3 separate regions of the Zea mays genome follow, and regions 1 and 2 are each linked to region 3. A link is a contact called in public Hi-C data. All regions are on one chromosome and are shown on one strand. The core of a region is the stretch at or near the end of the contact, and the rest is flanking DNA. Distances in the headings are between cores, read along the strand shown. Region 1 holds the start of LOC100282678. Region 2 holds the start of LOC103641958 (protein IQ-DOMAIN 1). Region 3 holds the start of LOC100280243.

Region 1 (4,728 bases), core at 281-2,780, 260 kb after region 3:
ATCCATATCCGCGACTTATATCCGATATCCGAACCCGTACCCGTTACCCACTATGGATAACAAATAGTATCCACATCCGTTACCCGCGGGTAACGGATATCCGCGGATATATCCGTTTGCCCACTACATATACAACATATTTAAATCCAACAAATTCAAATATGATATCATATTCGTCAAGCAAATTTAAATATGATAAAAACATACAACCATACAGAATTTGTCCAGCAAATGAAAACTGATACATGTATTAAGACATACAGCGAGCAATATAAAATTGTCTCGCAGGGACTGAGGGGAGGTGGTGGGCGCAGGGTGCAGCCGCGCAGTGACTCAGGAGAGGTGGCTGGTGCGCAGCCAGTAGCAGGGATTGTGGTGGCGGACTGGCGGGCGCGGCACAACACCTGGTAGCGGCGGCGGTAGGAGCCGGAGTATCAGACTGCGGCGGGAGTTTGGGAGAGGAGAGATAGAGTGGGCGACGGCGGTAGGAGTGGAAGAAGAGAGATGGAGAGGGTCTGGAGCGAGAGCGACTGAGCGAGGGCTTCGTTGGAAGCCTAGAACGGTGGAACCTGGGCTTGTGGCCTGTAGGACGGGAGTACGAGATATTTTAATGGATATTTGGGTATGGATACTGTTTTTTCATACCCGTTTTAAAAATATCCACGGATATCAAGTGCTACCCGTATCCGTATCCATGGGTACAGACTCGTACTCAAAACCGTACCTAACGGGTTTTTTATCCGCGGGTACGCGGATAAATCACATCCATTGCCATCCCTAATCGAGCCTGGCGGTCGCTGTCGCCGCGTCGTCGCCGCCGAGAGATCCCCTCAGAGCTGCCCCGCCGCCGCCCCTGTGCGAGATGCGAACCGGAGTGAGCTCATCCGGTTGATTTGGAGGAATGAGTCGCTGCTAGGGTTCTGTTGTATTTTGGAATGAACGACGGATGGGTAGACTCCGTGACGCTATCCAAACGATTTTGTAGGCTCGGATACAGGTTCAGATCACTCTGTATCCATGTCGTGCTGCAAACCAAACACACAGTTAGATTATGGATTCAGATTATATAATCTAAACCCCAGATTATGATAATCTCATAATCTCCTCAAGACTAATTTATTTGAGATTATTTTGGCAAAAGATCTACTACTCATTGTTATGTAAATAGAAATTACAATATATGTCATCATTCTTTTCTCACCTCAAATAAACAATAAGAGTATTGTTGTCTTTGTGAATAATCTATATTTATATAATATAAACTACCAAACAACTATATGTAGATTATAATATATCTAGATTATAATCTGGATTATATAATTTAGACTATAATTCAGATTATATAATCTATAAGCTGAAACAAACAGGTCCTTAATTGTTCGGATTATTTGGATTAGAGTTGTTCAAGTTTGAGTTCTAGTTGTTCGGATTCGGTTTTCAGGTTTCGTTTTTTTTTCGAATCATAGAGACGACCGTGCCCCCAGCCTGTCAGACGCCAAACAAAACCCTCGCGCGCCAAAGGCCCTCTCACCAATTCCCCAATTTTTTTGTTTCCATTCCACAAAACCACAACCGCGCGGTTTTCTCCCTCCCCCGACTCCCGCGGCGCAAGCGCAGCCCACCCAAGCGCCATGGCCCCCGCCGCCCCCGACGCCGACGCCTATGATATCCCGTGGGTGGAGAAGTACCGCCCCTCCCGCGTCGCTGACGTCGTCGGAAACTCCGATGCCGTCGCCCGCCTGGAGGTCATTGCCCGCGACGGCAACATGCCCAACCTCATCCTCTCCGTAAGCGCCATTCCGTCGAACACCTTCCCTGCGCAGCACGGAACAGCGATTCACCCTCTTCCCTTTTGGCGCAGGGGCCTCCGGGGACCGGGAAGACGACGAGCATCCTGGCGCTGGCGCATGAGCTCCTCGGGCCCAGCTATCGTGATGCCGTGCTGGAGCTCAATGCCTCAGATGACAGGTTTCTGCCACCGTGACGTGATTTTGTACCGGCGATTCGGGGCTGCCTCGAGTGGTGTTTGGGTTGGATGCCTGATGGTCGATTCGTGCTTTTGCAGGGGTTTGGATGTTGTGCGGAACAAGATCAAGATGTTTGCACAGAAGAAGGTCACCCTACAGCCAGGGCGGCACAAAATCGTGATCTTGGATGAGGCTGACAGGTAAGCCCATCCGCAGGGCGTTTCCACCATCAGTGTGTTATAGGTGCAGTGCTGTATTTACTGAAACAAGTTGTTGTTTGCATGCTTTTTCTTATTTCATTTCAGTATTGGTCGTTGTTTGGACTTGAGCCAAGAGCCTAAGACTAGCACTAGGAGATTAATTTCTTTGTTGACAGTGGAGTGGACAAACCCTGACTTCATTATTTTCCTGACTTCAAATAGAAGTTTTAAAGTTCTGAGCCTAAATTTATTTTCTCAAATGGATGAATACAAACCCGGTATTAGTATCTGAGTATGTGGTTAAACATCACTCTTGCTGTGTGCAGCATGACATCAGGAGCACAGCAAGCTCTGCGAAGAACAATGGAGATCTATTCAAACACCACTAGATTTGCACTTGCATGCAACACATCATCAAAGATAATTGAACCCATTCAAAGCCGATGTGCTATCGTCAGGTTCTCAAGGCTCTCTGATCAGGAGATCCTCGGTCGCCTCATGATTGTTGTGGCAGCTGAGAAGGTAATCTTTGGCACTGCTTATCTCCAAATAAATTCATACATGAACTCGTGAGATGAACTTCTTTTTAACCATTGGCCACTAATAAAGTACTTTGGTTTGCAACATGAAATATCAGTAGATCTATCATAAAGTACTAAGATTAGATAATACCTTGTTAAACATGTGAAAGGGAGATTGTCCCAGTGCTGAATGAAAGCAAAAGAGAAGAGATACCATATCTTCTTGAACTGTAAGGGCTTACCTATGAATGTATATCTTTGGTTGCATTAGATAGAAAAACAACTGATACAAACCTCTACAGTCAAGTGTATATGTTTAATAAACATTTTATTGTTCCTGGCTGTATTATCAATGTGGGCTTCGATATAGCTTTATCACCTGTTGCGACTTAAGAGAGCCCCTTGATTGTGTCCTATGCATGTTTATGCCATGTATGAACCCTAAAGACATGCATGGTTCCTATCATGTATTTCTATAGTTTCCCACATGTTATCTGCTGAATATCCTCCTATAATGGCCTACATAGGAGATCACATTTGTACAAAAAAACTTCAGGTGTAAAGGAGAGGGGGAAGCATAAGAATTATATATATAGACACACACACACACATGTAAAAATGCTTTTATGAAATCATTTCCTTGCAGTGTTAATTCGGAGAACTCGGAGTAAATTGCCTACTGCATCAGCGTATCATTTCCTTTTTGTTCTTGTGAAATTCTGAGTTGATGGTTTCGGTACCCGCTATACCCTAGTACCTAACCCCTTTGTTTCAAAACATAAGGTGTTTTATTTTGTCTTTGGTCAAACTTCTTCAACTTTGGCTAAGTTTATAGAAAAATTCACCACATCTACAACATCAAATTAGTTTCATTACAACAACAACAACAACAACAACAACAAAGCCTTTTGTACCAAGCACGTTGGGGTAGGCTAGAGATGAAACCCCGTATGAAAACCTCAGAGCTCAACCCCCAAAGAAAATAGGGGAAACAAAGGCAAAGGAGAACCGAAAACGACGAAACGGGGGAACACATAAAAGAGATAAAACCCACAAGAACCGGCAAGGTCTAAATGGGCACAAGAAAAGGTCAAACGATTAAGGAGGAAAAGCGGAACTATAAATCAAGGTTCTGGCACGTGAATTGCACACTTCCACCCCTTCCTATCCACGGCGAGCTCTTTATCAATATTCCACTCCTTCAGGTCCCTCTTCACTGCCTCTGTCCACGTCAAGGTTGGTCGACCTCTACCTCTCTTCACATTCTCGGGACGCCTAATTATTCCGATATGTACTGGTGCCTCTTCAGGTCTTCGTTGGATATGTCCAAACCATCTCAAACGATGTTGCATAAGCTTTTCCTCAATTGGCGCCACTCCTACTCTCTCTCGTATGTCATCATTCCGGACTCGGTCTCTCCTTGTGTGGCCACATATCCAGCGCAACATACGCATCTCTGCCACACACAGTTGTTGGACATGTCGTCTTTTAGTGGGCCAACATTCTGCTCCATACAACATAGCCGGCCGGATTGCTGTCCTGTAGAATTTGCCTTTTAGTTTGTGTGGCACCCGGGGGTCGCATAAGACACCCGCCGCTTGCCGCCACTTCAACCATCCAGCTTTAATTCTATGACTGACATCCTCATCGATGTCTCCATCCTTCTGAAGCATTGATCCTAAGTAACGAAAAGTGTCTTTCTTGGGTACCACTTGCCCATCAAGACTAACATCGCCATCTTCATACCCCATGGCACTAAAATCACACTTCATATACTCCGTTTTAGACCTACTAAGCCTAAAACCTTTTGCTTCCAGCGTCTGTCTCCACAATTCCAACTTTTGCGAAACACCACTCCTACTCTCCTCAATAAGTACCACATCATCGGCAAAAAGCATACACCACGGTATATCTCCTTGTATGTCCCTTGTGACCTCATCTATCACCAAAGCGAAAAGATAAGGGCTCAAAGCCGACCCTTGATGTAGTCCTATGTTAATTGGAAAGTCATCGGTGTCCCCATCACTTGTTCGGACACTT
Region 2 (4,734 bases), core at 1,383-3,882, 330 kb after region 3:
TATATACCACGGAAATGTAGAGGAAAAGGTTCGTCAGCAGTTAAGCACGCATTATAGCATCATTACAGCTACCAGCAACTTTAGACATGGCTAGCTACACAAAGCAAGAAACAGAAAAACTGTTGATGGTAATAGCACAACCAAGGCACGGAACCTAACTACCACTAGTCGATTGCACTTCTTCGTCGTCGTCCTCGCTCGAGACACAGCGGCAGCACATCATCCCTGGCGCGAATTAGGCAGGATCAGGATCAGGATCAGTACCTGGCCGGCAAGCCAAGCCGATCCAGCCTGCCAGAGCCCGGGTACGCCTTGTTGGTGAACTTGGCGTGCAGGGAGGAGGCCGCCGCCGCCGCCGACCTCTGCGCCGCCGACGCCCTGCGTAGGGAGCTGGACCTCTCGTACTGCGGCCTCTGCTTGGGCGCGCTCTGCGACCGCGCCTTGGCGCGGAACGACTCCGTGTTGGCCATGTAGTTCGGGTAGTCGGAGTAGCCGCCGAAGAGGCTGCGCGAGCACTCGCTCTTGGCCGTCGGCGTGAACGGGCCCCGCCTCGAGCTCCCGGGCCGCGACGACGTGGCCGAGAAGAACTGGGGGCTGTCGCAGAGCTCGGCCACGTCCGCGGGCACGGGCACGCGCAGCGGGCTCAGGGCCTCCTCGGCCATGCCCACCGACGCCGGGCTCGGCACCGACTGCTGCGCGGTCGTCGAGTCCTTGGACGGCGACTCCGCCATGGTCGCGTAGCTCCGGCTGTTCTGCTCGGAACCCATCGTCGTCGAGCACGGCGACTGGTGGTGGTGGTGGTGGTTTCCGCCGCCGCCGCCGCGCCTCTTGGAAGCATACCGGCGCCGTGGCTTGCCGTTGTCCACCTCGAGAATCTTGGCGTTCTTCTCGTCGTCCATGTACCTCTCCTCCACCCAGCGGTCCAGCCAGTTCCTCCCGCAGGATTCCGACCTCTCCCTGCCCAGCCTCTCGCCGCCCGGTGTCCTCGAAGAGTTCGCCTGCACAGACCGCACCACACCACACCCATCGTCACCACCATCACGATGCACGAAGAAACCTTGCAACACACAGGGAGAGAGAGAGGCACTCGCCTTCAGAGAGCCGGAACGGCCGTGCCTGGGCGCACCCGCCTGCTCGTACTTCTCCGGCGTCGGCGGATCCTGCCGTGCACATCCACCCACCCGCCATAAGACCGCGAGTTACTACGAGCCACGAGCCAGCAAGCGAAACATCCTCCCCCCTCACTTACCGGATGCGCCGTGACATGCTGCGAGCGAATTGCGCGGCAGGCGCGCGCGCGCGCCTGGACGCGGACGAGCGCGTGCATGCATCGCAGCGTCTCCGCCGCCTGCCGCCGCACGATGTTGCCCCGGACCAGCGCCTGCAGCTTCACCAGCCCCCGCAACGCCTTCAGCGCCCGCCTCGCCTTCGCACGGAACAACAAGCAGAAGCAGAGGTGTTAATCAGCAATGGCCCCTTGGCTCCACCATAGCCCACGGGCATCTACAGTGCAAAACTGAGGTTGGCATCTCTCAACTTGCCAGGCTTTTGTTCAACATCAACAAAAAAAAACTTTGCATACCGACCACCACCGCCATTACTACGGCTACGGCGGTAGCCGCTTCCAATAACAGTAACGCAGTAACTAGGCGCAAAACGGCAAAATAATACAGGCCTTCCGATTTCCTGCGAAGGAAGCGGAGTTAAAGCGGCCATGGCCATGCCTTGCTTCCTGAAACGAAGAAGCCTGGAAGGCGCAGGCAGTAAAGACGACGGCAGAGCTGACGCCACAAGGTGGCGTTCTCCTTGCTGGAGGGGAAGCGGTTACCAGAGCAGCTCGTAGGTTACACATCATGAGCATAGCATACCACGCAGAAGAGGGAGATATTTTTGTTTTCTTTTTGAACCAACAAAAGGCCCCTTCTTCCGTTTTTCAAGCTAGCTTTTCGTGACAAGCTGTAGCTTACACAGATTTGTTTATTTATTGGAAATTTGACAACAAAAAAAAAGATTTAGTAACTGAAGAGTGAGGTGAGGAGTCTGTGAGAAGCTAACCAGGTAGCCACGGAAAGCGGCCTGGATCCGAACGGCCGCCCACTGCTCCCGCTTCGCGGCGGCCGGCGGCGCGCACCGCCCGCTGCTCGTCAGCCGCACCACGGCGGCGGCGGCCTGGGCGGCAGCGACGGCGGCCTCTGCCACCGCCGCCGTCGCCGCGGCCACCGCGATAGCGCGCTTGCTCTGCTCGTCGCCCGCCTCATCCGCCGCTGCATAGCCCCGGCGAGGCGTCGCCGCGGGATGCGACGGAGGCGTCGGAGTCGGAGGCCGCGCCGGCACTGGCGCGGGGGGCTTCTCCCGGAAGGACTTGCCGAACCCCCAGCGCTTCTTCTCCTTCACCGGCCTTGTGTCGGCGGCCTTCCTGCCGCCGCCGCCGAGCAGCCCGCGCAACCACCTGGGTGCCCAGCCCATCTCCGCCGCTCTACCGCACCTCGGCCAGCCGCCGCCGCATGAGGCTTTCTTGGTTCCAGCACTAGCGCGGAGCAGGTGAAGAAAGAGCGGGAGATGAAAGCAGTACAGTGAAATGCACACACACGCGGACGCCAGAAGAGAGAAAGGCAGGCAGCAGAAGAGAACGGGGCAGGGGAGAGTCTTAGAGGCGCTGGTCTTTATACAGGGAGCACGAACTGTGGGGCCCTTTTATGCGAATAATTTATCCTGTTCCGGGGTGATAGTGCGAAACTCCTGCATCATTTTTTAACCCGAGGGGTCGGGCACGGTGTAAAATTGTGAAATAGGGCCAGCTTGAGGGCGGCACGTGATAAGTGGAGGACGTTTTTCTTTCTCACTCCAATGGCAGGCGTTGATCCTCTGCTCCGCCGGCCGCATAGCCGGAAGCGTTTGACCGTTTCTTCGAACGGTCAAAGTTTAATTAATATAAACTGTGACCCTCACATACATGACTGTAATTAAGTAGTTCAAAATTCACTGTTTAGGCCCTGTTTGGGAATAAAGTTTTTGAAAACCACAACTTTTGAAATACTACAGTATACTTTAGTCATGACAATACCGCATTTTACAATACCATAATTTTGGAAACTAAAGTCCAGACCTAAGTTTATAATACCTTCAAACAACTATAGTATTTACAATACTTCAGTTTTAAAAACAGAGATTTTAGCCAGCTTGTCAAACACCATTCCGTATATAATACTGCAGTATTTTTCTAAAACTGTGAAAAAACTTCACTCCCAAACACCCCTTAGCCAGATGGATGGTGTTTGTCGTCTGGAAATAAAGCCAGAATCAGGCGCCTATGGTTTAGCAACCCAACATCACCTGCATTGATCTCGTGCCCCATCCTTCTGCCGCCGCCGCGGGGAGCCCGTGGGATTGCCCAAGGCAGTAGAGCCATAGCTTCAGGGGATCGCCTAACCAGCAACGTAACAGTGCCCCCGAATGCATCATGAGCAACGAGTGGTTCTCATCGATTATTGGCTCTCGATCAGTCTCAACTGGTCGATGAAGGGCTTCATAGTCATAGGGGCTGTTGCGATGGCGTCACCTATGCTATCTGGGCTTGCCTACGCTGGGGTCTGTTTTTGGCATGACAGCCCGCTCCATTTCTCTGGAGTCCGGAAAACGCGACGATCTCTGGATGGGCTGCAGCCTTCTTGGCCCAACAAATCTTCACTTTCTATAGTAGACAATCAACCGATGACCCTGGTTTATCACACTCTAGCTACGATCGTGGCCGTGCGGCTTGCTGCTGCGATGCAATGATCGTGAGTTCATGGTGGCACGACAAAGGTTGCTTTGGCTTACGATGGGATAGTTTCTGTCAGGAACGACGGGAACAGCCAAATCAAAACCAACTCGCGTGCTCATCAGTAGCGAGAGCACCACTCTGTTGCCCAGACCTGAAACCGCGAGCTGAGGAGCGCCCACTAGCGTTTGGTCCACGGGCGTGTGCAGACTGGTGGAGTGGGTAGCGGTCAGAGCACAGTACTGCTAGTCGATCAGTGCCATTCAAACTGGATATACGCGTTCAGAAATGGTGTCGGTGCAGATACCAAAACTACATTCCGAACACTATCGCCAGCAATAGAGGCACAATTAAATGTACCAACTCCATCTCAAAATACTAGTCGTTTTAGCTCTTAATTTCTATATCTATATTTAAATGGATAATAATGAATATAGACACGTATACAAAACACATACATCAAGAATTATATAAACACACTAATTCTCTAAAACGACTACTACTTTAAAACGAATGGAGAAGAAGACATGTTGTCTTTTCCTTTCCACGACAGTGTAACCGTGTAAGCACAAGTGGCCGGAGACAAAATATGGGAAACTCTTTCCATGTTATTATTTTGAGGGGTACACATTTAATATATAGAGTCATTCGTTGATATGTTTGATATTGGCCACATAATCCTCTATATGGTTTCTTAACAAAGAAGACTTTACTCTTCGCCAAGAATACTAACATTTTTGCCGTCTTGCAAAATGTGTAGTTTAATCTTGGAACTACATTTTTTTTTGCAGAAATCCTACTATGATCCCAGTTGGCCAAGAAGACTCTTGATATTTTCTCTTTCCTGTCTTGCATTTTTTGAGGCTATCCGCACTCAAACCGCTCTAAATTCGTACTCTAAAAAGGAATATTTTATCATCGCCAGCAAGTTTATCAACTCTATACCACAATCCTCCACAATCATGCTTACTCTA
Region 3 (4,755 bases), core at 1,386-3,885:
GCGCGCGATCGACTATCATGTCATCGATGATGATTTAGAATATACTTATGACAAGTGATGATTGTATATACGAGAATTAATCAGCCACCTCCAGGGGCGGACTCACTCACTCACTCACCACCCAGATACGGCAGGCGGCGGTGCAATAGACAAGAGCAGGTAATTATTGTACGCAGAAGCAAGCAGCACAGGGCGCGAGCACAAGCATCATAGAGGATCACAACATAATCTCGGTTAAGCTGTCTTTAATTCATGGATCCGCCACTGTGTGGTGGCGCGCCAATGCAAGCTAGTAGGTGCGCGGGCGCGGCAGCTGCTACGTGGTGAGGGCAATAATAAAACACCACACAAAGTGGCCACCTTTCAGCTGCGAACGAAATCATGCTGCCCTGGGTGTCATCTCACCGGCAGCTACCAGCACATGAAGTCATGGTGATGCAGTTGTTCATTTCACTGGGAGAGGATTATCCCAATACAATTGTGGGTGGGGGGGGGGGGGGGGGGGGGGGGGGGGGGGGGGGGGGGGGGGGGAGCTCAGCCGAGGAAAATGGTACGTGTGGTGTGGGGGAGATTGGGAAAGGGGACAAAATTATAGGCCTATGGCTTGCAGCTTAGTGAGCACACTGCACACTTAAAGTCATGATGATGATGGCATAATACCATCGGCGTTACTTGAATTTGCGTAACAGCGTATGTACAGTACCAAGTAGGAAGTATCTTGTTGATGTGCGACTTCTTTTTTTTCACTGAACGATGTGTTTATTTGACGTACTTATAGGAGAGTAGGTGGCACTGCCTTGCCATTAGCGATGGGCAACAAGAGTTAGTGGACTTGTAGCTAGCTAGGCTAGGGGCCGGGGGGCATGTCGATCGATGACACGTACGTCAATGATGGGCATCATCACGGAGAGTGGCCGGCAGAGACATCCCCTGCAAAAAGCGGGAAGAAACGACCCTAGCTAGCTAGAAATATTCCTCTGGTAGGCTCTCAACCAGACGTGACCACACATGCTGGATTGGGGGGTTAGCTCTAGCAGGTACAGTACAGCAGCACACCACACACATGATGGATCGATGGCCCTCCTCCTTTCCTAGCTACTAGTTTCCTCGCCCATAGCTGAGCCCTGAGCGCGGAATGAGTTGAAAAGCCATGCATGGATCTAGAAAAAGGCGGCGTCCGTACCTGAGGCGAGCTTAGAGAGCTTTACAGAGATGAGCCGCCATCGATCAGCAGGTCGATCGATCATGGTCACGCTGTCACTGATGCATGGCCGTCCGGGCCGAATGGAATGTCTGGGAATCTCCGCGCACGCATGATGGTTGGTTGATGGCCGGCGCGCGTTGCCCTGCCCTGCCCTGATGGGCGCGGCGCGCGATCTTCCTTCTTTCCCCGGTCAAGATTCCTACAATTGCGTTGCGTTGCGTGGTGGCCTGTTGCTCTTGAACCGTCGTCTCTCCATAGTCCATCCCCACTCCACTCCCCGGTCCCCGGCGACGATGGGGGGGCGCCCGCGCTTCTAGGGCTAGGCCGGTGTACAGTGGGTGGTGGGTGGGCGGTGGGCCTGTGCCGCCACGCCGCTGCCATTGCGCTCACACATGCATGCGTGACAACAGAACAGTTGCACATGCATGCTCTTTCCCGGGAGCTAGCAGGCTGTGGTTGCCATTGCCATGGCGGCAAGGTCAGGTCGTTAATCCCGCCCCGGCCACTGGTCCAAAAGGCTAGCTTTTACTGTAACCGGCGGCCGGGAGAGGGTGTTTGCATGGTTCGCAGCCAAACTTTGGCCACGCCTTGCATTGCATTGCATTGCATGTGGCTTGGCTTCCACAGAGAGACTGACCGTTGCCTTTAGCAGCAGTAATAATAGAATAGAATGGCAGGATAAGACTGTAGTATACAATCTTGACCCGCAGCAGCCAGTGAAATTAACAGGCATTCTTTCCAGGGCAAGATAATAAACAATATAAGGAAAGGAAACAAAAGGAAAAGGAAGTTGTGTATTACAGAAAACATATGGACTATGAACCAGTGGCCGCCGCCATGCAGGTCGTCCTTTCAAGCAAAAAAAAAAGGCTGCCGCTTTTTAGACCTTTATTAGTTACAAACAACCATGGTGCTCGCAGAAGATTTTTTTTTTTTTGTAAGGTGACAGGACAGCGCGCCCGTTTCGTTACGCGTTCGAGCCATTTTTCTCCTTTTCTTCCTCTTTACTTAACAAAATCCCATCTGACTCTTTGATCTCGGTTGGCTGTGTGCCTTCTTTTTCTTTCTTTTTTGTCGTGAGGGTCGTCTGGTGGTCTTGGATTTATCAGCTCTCCCTTTCTGTTTGTTGCCAGTAAAAACTACTCCTACTACCCGATCCGTTGCTCGGTAACAAACGGTTGGACGGAAGAAAAAAGCCGGGTGAAACAAACAACTTGCTCTGCAGTCTGCACTATCCGACGCAGGGGCCAGTGCCGTCTCCGTACTGGTACGGGGACGTCTCTTTCTCGAAATTCTCTGCCCGCAAGCCTACTACTACAACTTCTGCAGCCGCCCGTCCGTCTCCCTCCCCCAACCGAGTATATTTATCAGGCCCCTTCCCCCGCCCCGGCGCCCTCCTTCCCCCCGCTCCTGTGCGCGTTGTTTCTCGTCGCCGTCGTCCGTCCTCCGGCGTCCGGCAACCTGCAACCGGCGACGACGATGGAGGCGGCGCTGGGGGCGCTGTGCCGCGCCGGAGGCTGGTCGTACGCGGCCGTCTGGCGCTTCCATCCCCAAGACCCTCGGTGAGCCGTGTTCGTTCGTGTGTGTGTGTGTGTTTACTGTGCGTGTGATGGTTTTCTCTTCTCTGGCAAGCTTCTGTGCACGTTCGAATTTTGGGAGCTCTACTACGTTGTTTTCTTCTTCCCTTGCCTGTTCGTCGCGCATTAACCTGCTGCCTCTTGCAGGTTCCTGTTCTCTCTCTCTCTCTCTAAAACCTTGTGATTTTATCTCCATTATTATTTTAAAACGAAAAACGGTTCTTTCCACCTAATCTGCGCTGACGTCGTAAGTGACGGAAAAATAGAAAAAGAAAAAAAAACCGGTCATGCGAAAAGACCGAATTACCCCGATCTTATCTCTCTGTTCTCCTCCTCCTCCGGCCCTTCCCCACACACGAGATATTTGCGAAAAATACACAGCAACGTGTGGCTTCGCCAAAATGTCCATCGCAGGGCACGAGCGTCGGTCGCGGGGCTCGGGAGTTGTGGGCGGCGAGCAGCAGGACGACCAGGGGCTGCGAGCGGCAGATCTCAGCGTTTCTGCTCTGTTCCTCTGCACCTCCACTCCCTCCTGCATATACGAACTCCTCACTTGTTTCAAAGTCGCAGGAGTAAAATGACAGAGCTAAAAAGAAAAAACAAGGATCAAAACCACGAGATTTTGCTACAAAACGGGGCATGAATTCTTAAGCCCCAAATGTTAAATCCATACCCATCTTTAGTATGTTCGGTAACACGACCGAGATTCCCTTCGTTTCTTTCAACTTTGTCTAGAGTGATACTAGCTAAGATGCGGCTGCAGGAAGCTGCCCCCCTTTCCTCAGCTTTTTTTTTTAGCTAGCGAAACACTGATCCCATCAAAATTGGCAGCAAGGTGTGTCTGGCTGCCTCTTTCCCCTTCCGACATGACATGATGCATCGTGTCATTCACTTTCCAACTTTTGCTTTGCTATTCTTATATTTTGTTTTGTTTTGTTTCGTTGCTTCGTTGGTGGTCTGTATACTATGCAGTGCAGTTGTCAAAGTAGTGCTAACGCGCGTGCAGCGTGATGGCTGCGTCTCCTGTGGGGAGTTGATTATATATTTTTCTTTGTTTGTTGAGGGGACTGGGCGTGTGTGTCCAGAATTCTGACTTTTCTTCTTCCCTTGCCTGTTCGTCGCGCATTAACCTGCCTCTAGCTAGCAGGTTCCTGTATTGGCTGTTTCTCTCTCTCTCTCTCCACAAAACCACGAGATGTTTGTTAATCGGGGCCGGAGGTACAAGGTCTAAGTTCTAGTCTATGGTTTAATTGTGACTTTACCTTTACTTTTTAAAACCTTGTGATTTTATCTCCATTATATTATTTTAAAACGAAAAACGGTTCTTTGCACCTAATCTGCGCTGACGTTGTAAGACGAAAAAAAATAGAAAAAGATAAAAAAAATCCCGGTCATGCGCAAAGACCGAATTACCCCGATCTTATCTCTCTGTTCTCCTCCTCCGGCCCTTCCCCATACACGAGATATTTCCGAAAAATACACAGCAACGTGTGGCTACGCCAAAATGTCCATCGCAGGGCACGAGCGTTAGGAGCGTCGGGCGCGGGGCTCGGGGGCTGTGGGCGGCGAGCAGCAGGACGACCAGGGGCTGTGGGCGGCAGATCAGATCTCCGCGTTTCTGCTCTGTTCCTCTGCACTTCCACTCCCTCCTGCATATACGAACTCCTCCCTTGTTTCAAAGTCGCAGGAGTAAAACGACAGAGCTAAAACGAAAAAAAAAACAAGGACCAAAACCACGATTTTGCTACAAAACGGGGCATGAATTCTTAAGCCCCAAATGTTTAATCCATACCCATCCTAGTACGTTCGGTAACACGACTGAGATTCCCTTCGTTTCTTTCAACTTTGTCCAGAGTGATACTAGCTAAGATGCGGATGCAGGAAGCTGCCCCCTTACCTCAGCTTTTTTTAGCTAGCTAAACACTGATCCCATCAAAATTGACAGCAAGGTGTGTCTGGATGCCTCTTTCCCCT

The links. A called contact is a pair of places that touch in the nucleus more often than the background predicts.
Region 1: a Hi-C map of root tip shows a contact between it and region 3, with 5 times the contacts expected there. The contact joins the promoter of LOC100282678 here to the promoter of LOC100280243 in region 3. A contact is called at or near these places in 4 of 25 Hi-C or Micro-C datasets (ear, endosperm, root tip and 1 more).
Region 2: a Hi-C map of ear shows a contact between it and region 3, with 2.1 times the contacts expected there. The contact joins the promoter of LOC103641958 here to the promoter of LOC100280243 in region 3. A contact is called at or near these places in 3 of 25 Hi-C or Micro-C datasets (ear, endosperm and leaf).

What each region holds. Positions count from the first base shown.
Region 1 is chr10:139,570,620-139,575,347 of Zm-B73-REFERENCE-NAM-5.0, reverse strand. LOC100282678 reads left to right here and starts at 1,530. Exons shown (of 7, transcript NM_001155586.1): 1 at 1,530-1,787; 2 at 1,862-1,968; 3 at 2,066-2,167; 4 at 2,494-2,689. The coding sequence starts at 1,632.
Region 2 is chr10:139,503,821-139,508,554 of Zm-B73-REFERENCE-NAM-5.0, reverse strand. LOC103641958 (protein IQ-DOMAIN 1) reads right to left here and starts at 2,632. Exons shown (of 4, transcript NM_001362608.1): 1 at 2,056-2,632; 2 at 1,250-1,426; 3 at 1,092-1,160; 4 at 6-998. The coding sequence starts at 2,466. The coding sequence ends at 258.
Region 3 is chr10:139,834,087-139,838,841 of Zm-B73-REFERENCE-NAM-5.0, reverse strand. LOC100280243 reads left to right here and starts at 2,635. Exons shown (of 11, transcript NM_001352976.1): 1 at 2,635-2,766. The coding sequence starts at 2,684.